Linked DNA regions of Mus musculus: all the other regions are linked to region 1. Evidence: chromatin contacts called from public Micro-C and promoter capture Hi-C data. All regions are on one chromosome and are shown on one strand. Each heading gives the region's core, a stretch centred on a gene start, on an enhancer-like site or on the middle of the called end of the contact. The rest is flanking DNA. Distances are from core to core; before and after follow the strand shown.

The links. Promoter capture Hi-C pulls out the DNA fragments that hold promoters and counts their contacts. Hi-C and Micro-C count contacts between places; a contact is called where the count stands out from the background.
Region 2: a contact with region 1 is called in a promoter capture Hi-C map of liver, with 2.2 times the contacts expected there. The contact joins the promoter of Ecpas here to the promoter of Ptpn3 in region 1. A contact is called at or near these places in 4 of 39 promoter capture datasets (cranial neural crest, liver, maxillary cranial neural crest and 1 more).
Region 3: a contact with region 1 is called in a Micro-C map of embryonic stem cells, with 4 times the contacts expected there. The contact joins the promoter of Lpar1 here to the promoter of Ptpn3 in region 1. A contact is called at or near these places in 1 of 39 promoter capture datasets (the C10 cell line) and 1 of 484 Hi-C or Micro-C datasets (embryonic stem cells).

Annotation. Positions count from the first base shown.
Region 1 is chr4:57,299,114-57,301,630 of GRCm38.p6, reverse strand. It overlaps Ptpn3 (protein tyrosine phosphatase, non-receptor type 3), which reads left to right and starts at 1,262. Exons shown (of 26, transcript NM_001384115.1): 1 at 1,262-1,350. Gm12536 (a long non-coding RNA gene) reads right to left here and starts at 1,892. Exons shown (of 3, transcript XR_003955208.1): 1 at 1,321-1,892.
Region 2 is chr4:58,911,494-58,914,010 of GRCm38.p6, reverse strand. Ecpas (Ecm29 proteasome adaptor and scaffold) reads left to right here and starts at 1,262. Exons shown (of 49, transcript NM_172381.3): 1 at 1,262-1,535. The coding sequence starts at 1,514.
Region 3 is chr4:58,552,036-58,554,552 of GRCm38.p6, reverse strand. It overlaps Lpar1 (lysophosphatidic acid receptor 1), which reads left to right and starts at 1,260. Exons shown (of 4, transcript NM_172989.1): 1 at 1,260-1,419.

The DNA.
Region 1 (2,517 bases), core at 13-2,512:
ATCATATTCATTCAACAAAACGTTTTTAGTTCTTACTGGAAGCCAAGCGTCGTTTAGAGGCTGGGTCTCTTGAGAGGCGGAGTTACCGAGCTGACACAGAGGGGAGGTACTCCTTAAGGGGGAAATCTAAGTCGCGAGAGACAGCCGGCAACATACTCCAGCAGCCCCTCCGCTCGCCCTTCCGTTTCACGGGCACAAAGCTTGCGCTCGTTTTGTTTTGAGGTTTTTTTGTTTTTGTTTTTGTTTTGTTTTTGCACCGGCTTTATCGTCCCAAGAAAGCTTCCTTGTTTAGCTGCGTGACTGAATGGTATTTGTCACCTGATCTGGTTGTTCCACCAGCTCTCACCGGGCCACCCCCTATCTTTCTTGCCTGGCTCCTTTCCCCTGTTCTTAGAATTTATCACCTAATACCCTGCGTTGTTTACGGACCTGTTGTTTGTTGCGAGAAAGTCCCTTCTAAACTCCCAACAAGGGGCAGAGATTTTGTCTATATATTAAGTGTGAAGAACGTAAGTAACTGTTGAATGGATAAGTGATACATGCTTGGAGTGCGGTAATGGACTTGGAGAGGGAGCAAGAGGTCAGGGCTAATTTAGAAAGGTAGCCAGAAAGGTCTCTCCTACAAGAGGCACCTGAATGGTGAGAGGGCTCGAAACACCAGCAAAGCAGGGCAAAAGACGTCCTACCTCGAGGGAAAGGCAGTGTAAAGGTCTCCAGGCGGGTCAAGTTCAGAGGGTATGATGGGGAGGAAGGTGCAGTCGGAGCGCAGGAAGACAGGTGTGGGAGGAGGCGGAAGAGGCCGGCTGGAACGCCCGCCACTAGGGGCCCTATAGGCTTTGGGAAGGGCTAACCTGCCTGGTGTCCTAGGACCAGCAAAGGAGCCCTGCGACCCCCAACTCAGCCACGGAGCCGCTGGAGTCAGCGAGACCCCCAACTCAGCCACGAAGCCACCGCGCAAGGCTCGCTGTCATTTCAGATTCGTTGAGCGCCAAGCCCTTGCCATTCTTAGGCATGCAATCCGGGAAAGCCAGGCACACAGTAGGTGTTCAATAAATGCTAAAAGCACGAATGGCTGCGTGCGTGAGCCAGGGGACCTGGAGGTCTGCGGGAGTTTGGCAGGTGGTCTGCGGAGGCCAGTGGCAGCGTCCCACGAGTTTGCCCCGGGCCCGCCCCTGTCCCGGGTCCCCCGCCCCGCGCGCGGGCCCGTCGCGGCCACAGCCGGGCCGGCGGGAGCCGCCCGCGGGCTGCACTGGGCATGCTCAGACGGCGGCCAGGTCGCGGCGCGAGCGAGCTTCAGTGCCGCCCGCCCGCGCGACCTACCTGGGCGCCCCGCGCCCCCGGATGCTGCAGGTATGGGAGACTGGGTCCTCTGCGGGGAGGGTCGGAGCGCGGGCTGCTGCGATCGCGGACACGCGGGGCTTACCCAACCCCCACCCGGTCCGGGGCTCGGCGGACACGCGGGAGGACTAGCGGTTGAGCTGGTAGCCCCAGGTCTCCGCGCCACGTCGGGCATCCGGGGGGCGCAGGCCCGGATCACCTGGCGGGGCTGGGGCGGGGCGCGGGCGTGGGCGGCAAAAGGCTGGGCGTTCTGGACGCAGCGGCGCGGGCGTGGGCGTGCGCTCCAGTCTGGCCGAGCCCTGGGCTTGGCGCCGAGGTATCCGCAGCCCGGCAGAGGGGGCGCACCGCTGCGGGGATCCAGCTCTCCGCGGTCCCCGAAGCTCAGCCACCCGGGGCGAATTCCCCTTCAGATTGCAAAGATGGCATTTCCTGGGCCTGGCACGAACTCCAGTGCCAAACCAATCCGCCCCGTTCCGCGGGCGACCGGGGTGGCTTCTCTGGTAACTTGCGGTGTGACACTGCTGCGTTGTGCAGGGAGAGAGCGCGCCCGGAAACCCCCGCCCCCGGTTGCTGCCTCCTAAACTTATTACGAACTTGAGGGTTGCCTTTAAAAAATTCATGAGAAGTTAAGATAACTTGACACCTGGGTGTTCCGTGAAGGTACAGGGAACTTGTGGTTGGGAAACTCTAGACCTAGGTTCAAGTTGGGCTCTTCCCCTTGGCCAGCTGGTGACCTTGGACGAGTCGTTTAACCTCTCTGATCCTCCATTTCCTCCACTGCACGCAGGCAGCAATAATGCCCACCTCGCCTGGTTGGTGGTGGATTAAGTAGGATAAATGGTGTGGAGGTGTTTGGCTCCGTGCCCGGCATAAAGCAAGCGAGCAGTTGGCGTGATGTGATTTTAATTCAGTTAGAGACCCTCATGGCTCCCATTTTGTCAGGAAGGTAGAATTAGGCAGTCATTTTCTGGGTCTGTGTTTGTGCCCAGGAGAACGTCTGCTGAGGCTTTGAAAAAAGCAACTCCACAGAGCGGTGGTGAGCTGCTCTTGTTTAATGGCAGTCTTTGTGAGTTCCGAAACTCCAGAAGTTGACACTCGGGCCTCACAGAAAGAACTATTTTTGCAAGATGATCCATCTTGCAAATGTCGAAGCGGATGAATTGGAAATCCTGGTTGGGA
Region 2 (2,517 bases), core at 13-2,512, 1.6 Mb before region 1:
TGACAAGTTTATGACCATTTAAAATGAGTAAAAAAACAAAACTGTATTTGGCTCACAGTTTCAGAGGTGTGGTACATGGTCACTTGGTTCCATTGCTGTGGACTTGAGGTGGGGCTGGACACGTGGCAGGGTGTGTGTGATGAAATAAAGCAGCCCCTCTCACGGCAAACACGAAGCAGACAGCAATGACAGGAAGAGGCCATTGCAACACAGTCCCTAAGAACACACCTCCAGTGATATACTTCCTTCAGTTAGCCCCACCTCCTGCTTTTCCATGGGCAATGGAGCTGTGCAATCAGTATTAACCTCTGATTAGGCCAGACTCTCAGGATCTAATTATTGTCCCAAAGTCCAGCATTAGGCAAAACAAGCAGCAGGGAAGGAGTGTGTGTGTGTGTGTGTGTGTGTGTGTGTGAGAGAGAGAGAGAGAGAGAGAGAGAGAAAGAGAGAAAGAGAGAGAGAGACCATATCCAAGTTTTATCACTATGAACCAAACTGAACCTGGGGCTATACATGTGTGCAGAACTAGGTCTTGAAGCATCAACAAATTCTACATTTAATAATTTTTCTCTTGGGTGTGAGATGGGTGAGGTAGCTGAACTAGGAGGAAGGACTCTTATTTTTATGATAATGACAAAGATAATGTAACTTTCTTTGTAAATGTAAAATTAATACAGGAAGTAACATGGTCAGTGTTTGTTGCTATCTCGTACTTGCCTAAGTTACATTGGGAGCCGCATGTATTCAAATTTCAAGGCATTATCTAGGGCCCTAGGGATTCCATTTTGCGGGAATATATGCAACTTCAGTTCATTTAGGGTCTCGATTATTTTCTTTTCCTCTAAAAATGTCTTTGATCTGGCACCTAATTTCTTTCTTTTTTTTTTTTTTTTGGTTGTTCTTATAGTAACCATATAAGCCCTTGATTTGAATTCCATTTTGCAGCTGTACACGACCTCATGGACCAACGAGAGGCTTAAAGTTAAAAGTTGGGATTGCCACTAAACTCGGGTTAAGAAGAAGGACTCTAAAGCACGTCTTGGTAGCTCAAATATCGTGGTTTCCGGCCCTTCCCTGGCTCGCAGCTCGCTCGGGAGGCTAACGTTAGGGGAGCATCCCCCAGGGTGAGCCCTCGGTGCAGGTCCCTCTGGGCTTTAACTTCGGGGCTGCTCGGAGGCCCGGCCTGAGTCAGCGCGGCGGCCGAGAAGTTGGGCGCGAGGCGCAGGGCGGGGCTTCCTCCTCTTCCTCCTCCTCCTCCTCCGATTCGAGCCCCGCTCTACTTTTCCGAGTCCGCGTCTCTTCCTCCGTCCGGGCGCGTGTTCCTCCAGCTCCGACCAGGCGGACGTGACAGCCGCAGACCTTTAACGCCACAGCCCGGGGCGGGGAAGCTCTCCGCGGCAGCCAGGACAGCCCGGCTCCGCTCGGCCGCACGCAGGCTCCTCCGGAGCGGCCGCGCGTCTCCTCGGGCCCGGCCCGTCCTCCACCTCGCTGGGTCGCCGCAGCATCCCGGGCTATGGAGACCGGCTCCGACTCAGGTCAGAGGCCGCGTGCTTGCGTGCGGCTGAGGGAATGAGGCTCAGGTCCAGGGGTTGGCCCGCCGCGTCTGCGTCTCCCGCTCCGCGCCGGGGAAGCTTGGCGGCGGCAGGTGGGCAGGACGCGGCGCGAGCGAGGCAGCGAGGGCGGGCGAGCGGGCGCGCGAGGGGCCGGCGGAGGCGGAGGGGGAGGGGGGAGGATGGCTCAGCTCTTTCTAAATATAAGAGCCGGCGTGAGGCTAGCAAGCCGGGCGCCGAGCCGAAGAGCCGCCGCGCGGTCACTCGGCCGCACGGGCGGCAGCGGCTCCTCCGAGGCGCGAGGCTGAGAGGGAGCTCCCGAGTCGCGAGCTCGCGAGGCGCGGCGAGAGCGACGCTCGCAGCGCAGAGGACGCAGGCAGCGGGCGGGCCTCGAGGGCGCAGCGCGGCCCGCGTGAGAGACCCGAGGCGGCTCCGGGCCCCTGCGGCACGGCGCGGCGCGGCGCGGCACCGCACGGCACGGCACGGCGACGGCCGCGAGCCCCCCTCGCCGGCCGCCCGCCCGCCCCTCCCTCGCTCGCTCCCGGGCGCAACATGGCTGCGGCCGCCGCCTCCGCCTCCCAGGACGAGCTGAGTAAGTGCGGCGCGGAGCCTGCAGCTGGGAGCGGGATTTAACTCCACGCAGGACCGGGGCTGGGCCCGGCCAGACACGGGAGGCTGGGGGGGCGCGGGGCCGGGCAAGTGGGTGTGCGGTGGTCTCGGCACGGGGCTCCGGGGCTCAGGCCTGGCGGGAGGGCGGGCGAACAGGCGCGGGCCGCCGCCGCGGGCGCTCGTAGGCCGCAGGTTTGCAATGTCACGTCGTGAAATTGAAACCAGAGCCCCGGGCTTAGCTACCCCTGCTCGAAATCTGCTTCGGCCCGGGCTTTGGGGGGATCCCGGGCCCCTGGCTTGCTACCGGAGCTGGCGCGCGGCCTGTCGCCCCCAGGTCGGACTGTGTCCACCCGTCCGT
Region 3 (2,517 bases), core at 11-2,510, 1.3 Mb before region 1:
TTACTCCCAGGCATCTGCTTTTGATGTGTGGAGGACTCCGCTGTGGGTTGAGGCAGAAAATTCTGATGACTCAACACACCCTGGGGGCCTGGAGTGTGAAGCAGGTGGGTGAAGACCGGCTGGAGAGTCCTCTCTCTCTGTCCGCATCTACTACTGAGTGATGGTAAGGCTTCTGAGATGGAAGTCTCCAGAAAATGATTCTTAGGTCCTGCCTCCGCCTACACTTCCAGGTGTGCCTTCCCTGCCCTTAATTGCCCTATGAAAAATCTTAGTTTGCCCTTGGAAAGTTACACTCCTAGCTGAAGAGAAATTTATAATCATAGCTCTAGGGACACAAAGGCACGCTCGCTTTGATTTGCAATTGCAAAGCCAACTATTGCTTTTCTATGGCCTGAAGTACAGGGCTGTGCTGGTTGAAACTTTGTGTGCTGCCTGAAAAAGTTTAGAAACTCAACTCGGAGGAGGCCATACACCAAGTTCTCTCTCCCCCCCCCCCCTTTCTTTTCTTGTTTTCCCCAGGCTCTGTGATGGTTTCCAGGGCTTTTCAAATGAGGAGGGGACAGCAACAAAGCATGCACCATGCAGGGCGTCCACCAAAGCTCTGCAAGAGGCCTGGCGCTGGGGTGAGCACAGGAGGGGCCAGGGGTGACGGAGGTGGGTGTGTCTGCTGTGGAGGGTCAAGGGAGCGCCGCGAAGGTACTGAATGAAAAGCTTAGGCTCCCCTCACCCCCACCCCCTCCCCGACCTGCAGCAGCGCGGGAAGTTCAGTGAATGACTGGGGGAGGGGACCACAGGAGGCAGAGTCGCTGTGGGTGCCACGCAGGTAAGGAGAGCAGAGCGGCTTGGGAGGAAAGGCGCTTTGGGGTGCGGGGAGTTTCTGACTTGTGCTCTGTGGATGTGGCAGAAAGCGCCAGAAGGAGGAGAGGTAAGGAGGCTGGCACCCGTGCCTCTTCTGCTGCCTGCCTGTTCCTTGAGCCCGGGAAGTTGGAACTGGGCGGCAGTAAAGCCCCGGGAGTTGTGACTCTTGTCCTCCAGCACAGTGCTGCCCTCCGTAGGCTCCGGGTTGTGCTGGGGTGAGGCTTGGGTTGGGTTGGCCCGGCGGCTGCGTGAACTGCGGAGCTGGACCTAGCAGGTAAAGACACGGCGGCCGGGTGTCCCTTGGCGCGGCGCGGGTGGCGACCGCCCCGCCTCCCATCGGCGCGATCGGCTCGCACTGTCCCACCACCCGCCGCTTTGTAGCCGTGCGCGTGAGCGCCTGAGTGCGCGCGCCCGCGGGCCCGGAGTGGGTGGGTGTGCGCGCGTGTGTGAGGCCGCCTGCAGGAGGCGAGGCTGCCCTGGCCTCCCGCACCAGCCGGTGGAACTCAGCCCGGGAGGGAAGTCGCCGCAGCCGCCCGGGCGGCCCTCCCGACCTTTGGCCAGGTCAGTGCGCCCCAGGGTCCGTCCAAGTGACACGTAGGTGGCCTCCTGTTGCTTACCTGGATCGGGTTGGGGACGCGAGAGGGCTGGCAAGGGGCTCCCCAAGTTTATTGGTGCCGCGTCCCCGACGACTTAGATGGCTCGGGTGTCCGCGCGTCCCGCGCTCAGTTCACTGCTCACCAGAGACTTTGTCGTCCCTTGAGTTTAAGGAATTTAAACTGAAGTTTCCTTGAAGCCGCCCTAGGCTTAGTCTGTACCTGGGAAATGCAAGGCGGGGAAAAACCTGATTTTGCTTGAATGGGTTGATCGGCTGTTTGCTCCTGTAGGGAGGGAGACTTTACTGTGAATGGTTTTAAACTTTAGGCTTGTTTTTCTTTGCTGCCATTTGGTCTTTGATGTGAGGCACCCAGGGCTTGTTGCTGCTTCCAGGCTGGGGCCCTAGACTGTCTCTTTTCTCAGTCCTTTCTTCCTCGTCTCCCGTTTTCTTTCTTCCTTTCGCCTGTGTTTCTTCTTCTTCTTCTTTTTTTTTTCTTTTTAGTTGAAATCTTCGGAGCTTTCCTTCCATGTGGGTTTCCAGCGAGTACTGGCTTGTGAAAAGTTTTACTCTTAAGCTATACCCATCGTCAGAGATACCTATTGCTAACTGCAACTAGAAGAAGGTAGCTAGTTATTAAAGCGGAATCCTCTATTCGTTTCGACAGAGCTGCGTGCTTATCCTTTTGTGTAAGTGTCTTTTGCTCACCTAACATGACTATGAAGTCAGAAGTCCGGGTTTCAAAGTCTTAGAAAATGGAAGAACATAGTCTCTTTCAGATGGAATGAATACCAAGGAAGAGGAATCAACATTACGCTTAAGGCCCCGTGCACCACAGCCAGCTGCATTAAAACACAGCTGTAATAGCATCTAGTTTTTGCCCTTGGTTCCTCCAGATGCAACATCATGAATAATAATCACCAGGGCTCTAATATTTTTTAAAATTCTATTTTATTTTTCCTTTTCTTTGGTCTTGAGTGTGAATTTGAGGGAAAAAATGTAGAAAGAGAGGGAAGCAGTTTGAGGCGGAAAGGCTGAGAAGGGTGACTTGCAGAACCACATCAGAG